2 separate regions of the Gossypium hirsutum genome follow, and region 2 is linked to region 1. The links are chromatin contacts, called in public Hi-C maps. All regions are on one chromosome and are shown on one strand. Each heading gives the region's core, a stretch centred on a gene start, on an enhancer-like site or on the middle of the called end of the contact. The rest is flanking DNA. Distances are from core to core; before and after follow the strand shown. Region 1 holds the start of LOC107951424 (growth-regulating factor 1). Region 2 holds the start of LOC107951418.

What was found. A called contact is a pair of places that touch in the nucleus more often than the background predicts.
Region 2: a contact with region 1 is called in a Hi-C map of leaf, with 2.5 times the contacts expected there. The contact joins the promoter of LOC107951418 here to the promoter of LOC107951424 in region 1. A contact is called at or near these places in 4 of 34 Hi-C or Micro-C datasets (hypocotyl and leaf).

Annotation. Positions count from the first base shown.
Region 1 is chrA02:20,155,219-20,160,802 of Gossypium_hirsutum_v2.1, forward strand. It overlaps LOC107951424 (growth-regulating factor 1), which reads left to right and starts at 3,064. Exons shown (of 5, transcript XR_005906305.1): 1 at 3,064-3,777; 2 at 4,416-4,625; 3 at 4,827-5,187; 4 at 5,288-5,584.
Region 2 is chrA02:20,779,692-20,785,275 of Gossypium_hirsutum_v2.1, forward strand. LOC107951418 reads left to right here and starts at 2,828. Exons shown (of 2, transcript XM_041087224.1): 1 at 2,828-3,796; 2 at 3,912-5,584. The coding sequence starts at 3,283. The coding sequence ends at 3,934.

The DNA.
Region 1 (5,584 bases), core at 1,814-4,313:
ATTGTTCATAGATGTGACATTTTAGGTAGGTTTTCATGCATGATGACACGTACCCTACCTTAATGTTAATATGTGTATACTTAAAGTGGGTTCACACCATGTGAAGTAGTAGTGGAGCTAAAGGGGGCAAGCAGGAGCCCCAGCCTCCTTTAAAATAGAAAATTTTCTATTTAAGCCATTTATAATTTATAAAATTTTAAATTAGTAATGGTAAAAATACACTTTGGCCCCCCAAATAATAAAAATTTAATTTAATTATTTAAAAATTATAAAGATATAGTCTATTAAAATGGTGAAATTATATTTTTACGATTGTAAAAATATATAATTTAATTCCGGGCTCCCCAGATTTTTTTTTGCCTCCATCACTGAAGGCAAACCCATATTACGCATCCTCATTTAGTGCTCGTCCATGTGCAAGTACTATGCATATGCGAACCCATACAAAATACGAGTCAAGACTCGACAGACTAATGAGTCAATGAATTAATAATAGTTAGTATCATTACAAAACTTATTTAAAAATTTCTTTTATAATAAAATATCAAGAAAAAGAAGAGATGGGGGAATTGCACATTTCACAAAAGCTGCAAACAATATCCCGAGCAAATTTTAAACCATGAAACGTTATATATATTCAAAGAAAAAATTATAGGAATTTGGTACGAAAAGTTTAATGTTGAGAAAATTATCGATGATTTGATATTTTTAAGGCCATAAAAACTTATTTTTTTTAAAAAAAAATCATAATTTCGAGTATGTTTTTCAACCAGATCTACTATAATTACATTTGCAACTACATCTACTTATGAAGTATGAATAAAATTGAATGAAGCAGCAAAAGTTTGTCTCAATAATTATTGAAGACAATGAATTTGAAGTTGTCCTAGGAAGAATAAGACTTAGGAAGATGCCTTGATGAATGTTATTTAGTATTGAGTTTATGAAAAGAGTAAATTATTTATTTGATAAGAAAGAATTGTATGAAATTATAATTTTATATTATTTTTATCTCTTTTTAATAAGAATAAATTATTTATTTATAAGCTTATATTTGAAAACATGCTGTTTTATCAATTTATAATGTTATTGAAATAATACATTTTTAATACATTAATTTTATTTTTATCTTATTTTAAATATAATAATTTTTAAAAGAATAACTTATTTATACTTAAATCAACATATAAATATTAATTTTTTTAATTCAAATTCAAAAGACAAATTATTTGAATAGATTCATTTGGTATTTGAATATGTTAAATATGTGAAATGATTAAGTAATTTTTTTTGAAATATTTAGAAGATAATAGAATTTTAAATTTAAAAAAAGAATTCAAATAATTACCATCTAAAAATAGAAAATCTATGGATTGGTGTTTGATTTCAAGCATTTCCATGAGAGAGATTGTTATAAAATTAAAGAGGGCCTTGGAAAGAGTAGATTTTCCTTTTTGGTGTCTGTCACGTGGCAATGCATCCTTGTCACATGACTTCATGGAGCTCACCACTTCCCTTGGTCTTCTTTTAAGCTTAACTTTGAGATAAGAATAAAAATATATTATTGATAAAAAGAAACCGTTAACTAGCAGACTTTTCAAGGCAAGGCAACAAATTAAGTTTTGTTTAGTTGCAAGACAAGAATATTTAAAAATACTAATAGGTTGGTACATCTCCTTTCATTGTTAATAATATTATTACAATTGAATTAAGACTCAATTGATATAATAATATTAAAATAATATAAACAGTGTTTGAATTTAAATTATGAAAATAGTCACATTAAATATATATAATTAATTAATAGATAATATTATAATAATATCTATACTATTTATTAAGTATTTTACTGAGTTGGTGTCACTTCTAATCAAGTCGTTAACTCAATTAGAAAATTACATAAATGTCTTTTCATAATCAAAATAGGTTATACTATTTGAAGACATTTTTGTGTTTTCATTTCATTTTAACAAAAACTAATTAAAATATTATTTAAACCTTCGACAATTGAATTAATAAACCTTAAATTTACTATTCAATCAAAGTTTTATTTTAATGTATATATTATATGTATATATATTTAACATAATCTCCATTAGTTGTATATATCGATAATATTGTTAATTTAGTTGGTGTCACAAGTCAACTTGATATTAACTCATAATTGTTGACAAAATCATTATAAATAATTGTAGTGCAACTAGTATTGTTTATTTGATATATTTATGTGTTTAAATTTTATTTTACTTACAATTTAATCTTTTTTTTATTTTAACCTTGTACATTTCTCATATATTATTACAATTAATTAATTTCAAACCATACATTTCATTATTCATTGTATGTTATTTTTAGATACACAATTATTTTAAATATGTGATTTTCGGATAGGATTTCTAATTTTCTTAGAAGAATAGAATTAAAATAATGTCGAACAATAATTATTAAACTTATATTTATAACAAATTACTATAATACTCATAAGAATAAAATATTAAAAATAATATAATTAAATATACAAAGTATAAAAAATGCAAATAAATAAAAACATATTTAAATAATTGATAAAAGAAACAAAATCGTAATTAAATATTTAGAAGTTTATAGTCAAATATATTATACATAATTAATATGGTATTTAAATGCATAAATTATGTTTTCCCCTTTTTCTTTTATCAAGATAGATAAAAAGGAAAGAATTGTTTAAGTTTGAAATTGATTCCTAATATATAATATATTGAAATATGCAATAAATTAGTAATATTCAACCTAATTTTATATTATTATTTTTTGGTAACCCCAAATTTTTTATTTCCATTCTACATATAAAACTCAAAACCCAAAAAGATTTCTTAAAAGGTGAACCGAGAAAAGTTAAAAAGTGCTGAAGTTTGCACGTTAAAGACAAATAAATCCTCCATGTATCTGACAAAGAACATTTTGTTTAGAGTAAATTATCCAACTCTCGAAGGAGTTTTCTGTAATTCTAATACTCCCAACAGAAGAAAATTATTATGTGAAAGGGCTTACTTAACGTGTTAGAGTGATCTATGTTGTATCAACTCAAGGCTTAAATATTGGATAAAACTTTTCGTTACTTAAACAATGGCAGCAGCAGCTCCTATATATTCCTAATCTCTATATACTATATATCCATCTTTGTATGTATATATACAGAGAGTGTGGTATTTAAGACAAGCTCTCACTGTTTCTATTTATTTATTTTTCTCTCTAAACATCAAATCTTTTGAAAAAGAATAGTCTGGTTTGATTCTTGAGACGAAGCTTAAACCATGAAGCTTTTGTTTTTAGTTCTTGCAATAACCCAATGGTTCATTTCTCGAGTCTAGTGCTTTTGTAAGTAGGGGGGTTTGGGGGGGGGTTTCTATATGGATTTTGGGGTGGTGGGTTTGGAGGGTATTGTGGGTTCAGAGACTAGTACTGGTTTTACTTTGGTTGCTTCAGAATCTGAGACAAAGCAGAAGTTGTATGGATCTGCGTTTCTCAAGCAAAAGAGATCTGGCAGTAATGAAGATGACTGGAGGAGTTCAAAGCTGGCCAAATTTGATGATATTTCAGCCTCCAAGGCAGTGCTGTCCCAACACAGAAATACTTTATTTCGATCTAATACCTCTATCTTCTTTGATGGACAACAACAGCAGCAAATGCTGAGCTTTTCTGCTCCCAAATTAGAAGCTCTTTCAATGGGGAGGAGTTCCCAAAATGTCATATTCCCTTACTTTCATCTCACATCACCAGCATGTACTAGAAATACAGGTATATATAATTGTTAATGATCTATTCAACAACATTTGTGGAAATGAAATACAGCATGCTTGTGAGTTGCAACCAAGGATCAGACATGTTTTGTTTTTGGTTTTCTGATTTGAGTTTCTGGTGAAGGTTCTTTTCATGGAAATCTAAGAGTGGTGTTGTGTTTTAGAGTCTTGTCAATCATCTTCCTGATTTAGGGGTGAAAAATATTTTTGGTAATAATCCAAACAATGAGCAAGGGAAGGAAAGAAGAACATTTGTGCAAGAAGGAAAGAATAATAGTGGAGAGTGAGAGAATCAAATGGTCCATCTTTTGATTGTTTTGGGGTTATTCTTATGTTTCCTTTTTGTTATCTTTACCTTTTCCCCCATCTTCCTTTTATGTAATGTTTGCTTCTTGTTTCAAAGGCCACAAATCCATCACTCAAATGTTGCAGACTAGTTTATGATTTCTGGATTAACTTGCCTTCACCACTTTCTAAACAGTCCCTTTTTCCCTTTTTTCTCTTAAGAGGAAAATCTAAAAACTTTTTCATTTCCACTATGCTGCTTTGATAGCCTTGAAAGTTTTTGGCTTTTCTGTCTTCATATGTTTTCTTTTTGTTCCGTCTTTTTTTGATGGTGCAGTCTTTTTGTTTCAGGCTACAATACTGGAGGATTTAATGGTGCAAATATGAATGGTGGACCATTCACTTCATCTCAATGGATGGAGCTAGAACATCAGGCTTTGATCTATAAATACATGACTGCAAATGTGCCAATACCATCAACTCTTCTCATTCCTATAAGAAAAGCCCTTGATTCTGCTGGTTTCTCTAGCTTTTCTGGTGGACTCCTCAGACCCAATACATGTAAGTTCCTGTCTCTTGGAGAAGTAAGAAAATCAAAACTTTTTCCTTTGTTTTTTAACTGTTCATGTAATTTGTATCCAAACGCAGATTTAACTAAGTACATTTTCTTCTGTTTGTTAGTTGTAGTGCATTTTTTTTTGTTTGTTAATCTGTTTTGTTCACAAGGGTGTTCCATTTATTTGTTCTTGGGGTGTTTTCCAGCAGTGGGATGGGGAGCTTTCCATCTTGGGTTCTCAAACAACACTGATCCGGAGCCAGGACGGTGTCGTAGAACAGATGGAAAGAAATGGCGGTGCTCAAGAGATGCGGTTGCCGACCAGAAGTATTGTGAGCGGCATATGAACAGGGGCCGCCATCGTTCAAGAAAGCCTGTGGAAGGTCAATCCGGACGTTCCACCGCATCCACCACCACTACTACCACCAAGCTGATGCATTCTGTCTCGTTCTCTTCAGCATCAGTGGTAGGGCCAAACGGTGGAAACGGTGAGTCCAACAGCCTCACCATTGCAGAGCAGCAGACTGCTGGTGAATCTAATCTTTCGCACTCTGGTCCACTAAACAGGTGATACGATAATCCTCCCAGCATACTTGTAATTAACATATATCGGTATTTGACGAACTAGCCATTGATGGATTCAAAATCTATTGGTTACTTTCTGCAGGTGGCTTCTGAATAAAGAAAGCATTGGTGAAAGAATGCATGATACTGCTCCTGGGAATGAGTTTGGAGTTGTTTCTTCTGAGTCACTCCTTAACCCTTCCCACAAAAGCTATTCCCTCATTAAGTGCATTAATTTTGGCTGTTCTCAAGATCTTGATAGTCAAGAAACCGAATCACATCGATCAGTTCGCCAGTTCTTTGATGGCTGGCCTAAAACCCAGTCCGACTGCTCTTCCATTTTCTTGCCTGAAGCTGATGTTCAATCAGACCGGACTCAGCTTTCCATTTCAATGCCGAT
Region 2 (5,584 bases), core at 1,578-4,077, 620 kb after region 1:
TGCCAATTTTTTTTCTGTACATTGCGTGTATGGTAAATTCTAATATTATAAAATAAAATAAATATTTTAAATATCATTATTTTTTTTACCTATTTGTGGATATGGTAAATTCTAATATATATATATATATAATCAATTAATTATTTCAAATATCATTATTTTTAGTAAATATACTTTTTTTATGTGTGCAATATTTTTTACCATCCATATCATGGGTATATGTGAAAAAATAATGATATTTGAAATAATTATTTGGTTTTATAATATTAGAATTTACGAAACTCAAAATATACATAAAAAATAAATCTTTGACATATAAAAATTATATATAAAGAAAAATAAATAAATAAATTAGTTTATTTTTTAAAAAATTAAAATATATTTAACATAATGATTTATATCAAAAAGTATATTTTCATTATATAATTACATATTTATTATTTTGCCTGTATAAATAAAGAAATTATTAATTAAAAACATAAATTAAAAATTAAATAAAAACCTTAAAAACATGTTTTTTATTTAAAAATTTGAAAATAAAATGTTTATTAATTAAAAATATAAATTAAAAATAAAAAAAAAGTTTGAAACAATATGCATTAATAAAAAATAAACATAAGAGAGGAATCAAACTAAACCATATGAGTAGAAGAAGCAACCATTTAACCATTCAAAAAAAAAAAGTGTTTAGTATAAAGCATTTTTTTAAAAATGTCTCTTTCTGAACGCGTTTTTTTCATGTGAGTATAATAATAATAATCTATTTTTTAAAATAATGTAAAAAAACTTAATTGCTAATTTTTATATAAAAAAAGTGGCATTTACCGTTAATTTTGCCCTTTTTCTTATACAATACTCACTTTTCTTATAATCTCAACCTTTTTTTAAACACGTTCAAAATCATATATATTCTTTTAATTATTGCAATAACGATCGTACTAACTAAACTAAATCCTCAATGGTAGTAAAATTTTCAAATATTTCACGTCGAATGGAAAACTCTCTGAAAGTAATTGACAGTGATGATGATTCGTGGCTATCTGAGGATCGCAATACCAAGAAAGTTAGGTTTAAATATGTTTTCGATGGGGCTTCTGTGGATATGGCTGTGGACTTTGGTCCACCTTTGAATGCGGCAACATCATGGACAGACAAACTTTTTGGGACTGGTTCGTCTGGGACTAGTCAGAAAGTTGTGAGATTTGAGGAGGGAAGTGATGAATATTTTATTTTGTTAGACGATGATATCATAAGGTCCACTGTTAATGGAATTCCGGCAATTGAGTTCTTTGATCGAGTCAAAGAAATCTTGTATAAGGAGATGGAGATGATAGTATTTTTAAAACTACTTTGCCGAAATATCAGTTATGGTGTTCTTTTTAATCGAATTAGTAGCCTGTGGAAGCCTATACAATTATTCCAATTAGTGGATATTAAGAATGGGTATTTTTTGGCTAAATTCCAAAACTAAGAGGATTATGACAAAGTTCTTACACAGGGACCATGGATAATTTTTGGGCAAATATTTGACAGTTCAACCATGGACAAAAGAGTTCTCTCCCCTTCAACCATACCCAAGTGTAGTTATGGCATGGATCAGGCTACCCGGATTACTGGGGTTTATGTACAAAAGGAAGATTCTCGGGGCAATTGGAAGCATGATCAGTAAGGTTGTAAAGTTTGACTTTAAGACCGATAATAGAACTAGGGGCAAATTCACTAGAATGGCTCTGTTTATCAACCTGGATAAGCCTCTCATCTCTCAAATCTGTGTCAATGGTGAAATACAACAGGTGGAATATGAAGCCTTACCAACGATCTGTTTTACCTGTGGAAAATACGGGCATGTGAGGGAGTTGTGTTCCTTGTCGAAAGAAATATTGGGCAAAGATAGTGACAAAGTGGTGGTCGACGACGGTTCTAACAGTAACAACAACGATCCAGGAAAGGTCTCTGAACCAACTTTCAGACCTTGGATGTTGGTAGAGCGTAAATCCCGATGAAGATCGGGGGATTCTTGTGATTCTAGTGGTATGGCTGCTGGAAAAGGAAGGTTAGGCTCTAGATTTAATGTCTTTACCATTGAAGGCAAGAAGACGGGCGGTGAAGAGGAAACGATAAAGGCAGATTTAAAATAATTAAATCTTCAAGTGGTGGAACCTGATTTGACCACCCTTGATTCTAGGGGAGAAGATTTTATTAAATCTTTGCTACCTCTGCATATTAAAACTGTTAAAAATTCGGGCATTGGTTCAGATGCCCAAAAGAGGACTTGTGACCTGGGTCTGGATTCGAAAGCCCAAAAGAACATAAATATTTCAGAAACTAAGCGCATTGGGGGGGAGTTCATTCAGGCCATGGTAATGACAGAATAAGGCTGAAAAGCCTAGGGAAAAAAGATATTGATTGATAGCAGGCCGAATGGGTTTCTGGTTGGGCCGTCATCTAAAGAAAACATAAATGGATCACGTCAGCAGGCGTGTCAAACTAAAGCAACTCCCTCTGTATCCAATGTTCCTACGAATATGGAGACCACGGGTAATCACGCTTTTAGAGCGGTGTAAAAGCCAATCAGGCCGTTGTCTCTTTCCAGGCCCGTTAGTGACCAGCAGGCCTCTCCTACATGGACCAATGTCGAGAATCCCCAGGTTTTTCCAAATCTTAATTTAATTTCGACTAACCAAGAATTTGGGTCTATTTTGTTGAATGCAGGTAACTTTGAAAACCATTATAACCCAAAATTACAAGCTAGTAAGTCGGGTGATATTAAGGCACATTTCAACCCGGCCTTTGAAAGCCCAGTAAAAGTTGATGTTCAGCTGACTGATAATATTTTAGACCACGAGAAACACTCTGCTGTCACTTTTAAAATTTTTTTAATTCATTTGATCAGTCTAAATGTCGTATTTTTGAGCATATAAGTACAAGTAAAACGGAAAATAAGGATCGAAAAAGTAATGAGAAATTTGGCATTACTAGAGGAACGCGCAAAAAAAGTAATGATTTAAAAGGAGGTGGGAATCAATTTAAAGCTTCTGCAAACTTACGGGTTTCTTTAGCTGATTCTATGAAAGAGGTGGCGAAGCTTATTTCCTCTGACCTTTCAAAGGAAGCTGAAATGGGAGTACGTGCTGATCCTGAATCTAGTGGATTGAACGATTCCGGGCATTAATGGTATGATTTCTTTACTATTTTCTATTAATTATGAATCTCTCAATTTTTTCTTGAAATTGTCAGGGATGCGCCAATGCCAAATTTTCTCATATTTTTTGAGAGTATAATATGGAGCATAGACCCGATATTATTAGCTTGTTGGAAAATAGAGTTAGTGGATCCAAGGCAGATAGAATTATTGCAAAATTGGGATTTCAATTTTTACATCGTGTGGAGGCTATTGGTTATGCTAGGGGCATTTGTATTGGTTGGAACAAGTCTGTTAAAGTGAAGATTCTACAAAATCATCCCCAATTCATTATTACTCAGGTTTGGCATAATTCTTCGTCAATTCCAATATTGATCGGGTTCGTTTACGGGAGTCCTAATCGTCAGAAGCGAAAAGACCTTTGGCATGAATTGAGAGCTACTATACCTGTTGGGCAAACTCCTTGGATGGTGATTGGAGATTTCAATGCTATTCTTTCCTCTGATGAGAAAAAGGGTGGCCTTTCGAATGGAAAGAGGTGTCCCCGTTTTGGTAATTTTGTAGACTTGTCTAACCTTCATGATTTGGGGTTTAAGGGACCTCCTTTTACTTGCTACAGGGGTCATCTGTTTGAAAGATTGGATCATGCTTTAGGTAATGAGGCTTGGGTAAACTATTTTCCAAACAGCTTAGTTACTCATCTTCCAAGAATTAAATCTGACAACCGTTCTTTTCTCTTCAACTTTAATTTTGATTTTGCCTTGCCTAGGGGAAGACCTTTTAGGTTCTTAGCAGGATGGGTTGAACACTCTGATTTTGGAAATCTTGTGAGACATCAGTGGGTCTTTCAAGGGAACATGTCTGCTTCTTTAAATAAATTTACTGCGAATCTCAAAGAGTGGAATAAGACCATTTACGACCATATCACTACTCGTAGGAGAAACCTAATTCATAAGTTGTCAACCGTTCAGAGGAAAATGAACCTTTTAGGTTCCACTCATTTAGCTCTTGTTGAAATAAAGATAAGAAATGAGTAGGAAAATGTGTTACATCATGAGGAACTTCTCTGGAAACAAAAGGCTCAGTGTGACTAGCTTCATCTGGGGGATAGAAACACTAAGCTTTTTCATGCTCGCACTTTGCAGAGGCGAAAAAATAACCGTATTTCTGCCATTTGTAACTCTCTTAGTGATTGGGTATTTGATCCTAAGGCTATCGAATTGGAAGCTTCTAATTTTTTTCCAGAAATTATACGGAGATGACCCTGGTCCCATGTGATCCTTGCCTCCTAACAGGTTTCCCCAATTTGCTTCTACCGATAGTGATTTTTTAGGAAGAGTGGTCACTAATGAGGAAATTAAGAGAGCTATGTTTGATATGGCTCCCTTAAAAGCTCCGGGTAGCGACGATTTTCATGCTATCTTCTTTCAGAAACAGTGGGATACGGTAGGTCCAGCTGTTTGTGGCTGGGTGAAAATGGTCTTCAACGGTAGGGATATTAATTTTGGGCTTAATAATACCTTGATTGTCCTTATTCCTAAGATTTAGAATCCTGAGGAGTCTTGCTCAGTTCCGCCCTATAAGTCTTTGCTCCGTCCTCTACAAGTTGGTGATGAAGGTAATAGCTAACCGCTTTAAGATTATATTCCCTAAAATTATTGCGCAGGAACAGGCAGGGTTTATTATCGAACGTAATATTACCAATAATATTGTTATTTCACAAGAGGTGATCCATTCAATGAAAGAGCTGCAAGAGTCAAAAGTGGATGGCGATAAAAATTTATTTGAAAAAAGCATATGACCGAGTGTGATGGGATTTTATTGATGCTTCTTTTCAAGCGGCAGGTATCCCTAGTTATCTCACAAATGTTATTATCTCTGCTATTTCTAACTTTACCATGTAGGTTTTGTGGAATGGAGTTCCTACAACCAAATTTAGACCTATTAGGGGAATTAGGCGAGGTTGTCATCTTTCTCCTTACCTTTTTGCACTTTGTATGGAATGGTTAGGACATTCTATTAGGTCGGCTTTGTCTAAAGGGATTTGGAAACCTATACGGTTGTCATGCTCGAGGCTGGCTCTTTCACACCTCTTTTTCACTGATGATCTTGTGATTTTTTGTAGAGCAGATGAACAACATGGAAGGATTTTAAAAGAAATTCTGAATGATTTTTATGAGCTCTCAGGACATAAGGTTAATCCTAGGAAAACTAATATTTTCTTCTCCAAAGGTGTTGAGGAGATCATGGCTGATCGGCTAAGTAATCTTCTTAGTTTTCAAAAGGTGGATGATCTTGGACGGTATCTCAGAGTCCCTCTTTTCCATAAGAGAGTCACCAATATTACTCCTCATTTTGTGATTGAGAAAGTCTATAAGAAGCTTCAAAGTTGGGATACTCGTCAACTTTCTTTTGCAGGCCGAGTTACTCTAGCGTAGTTGG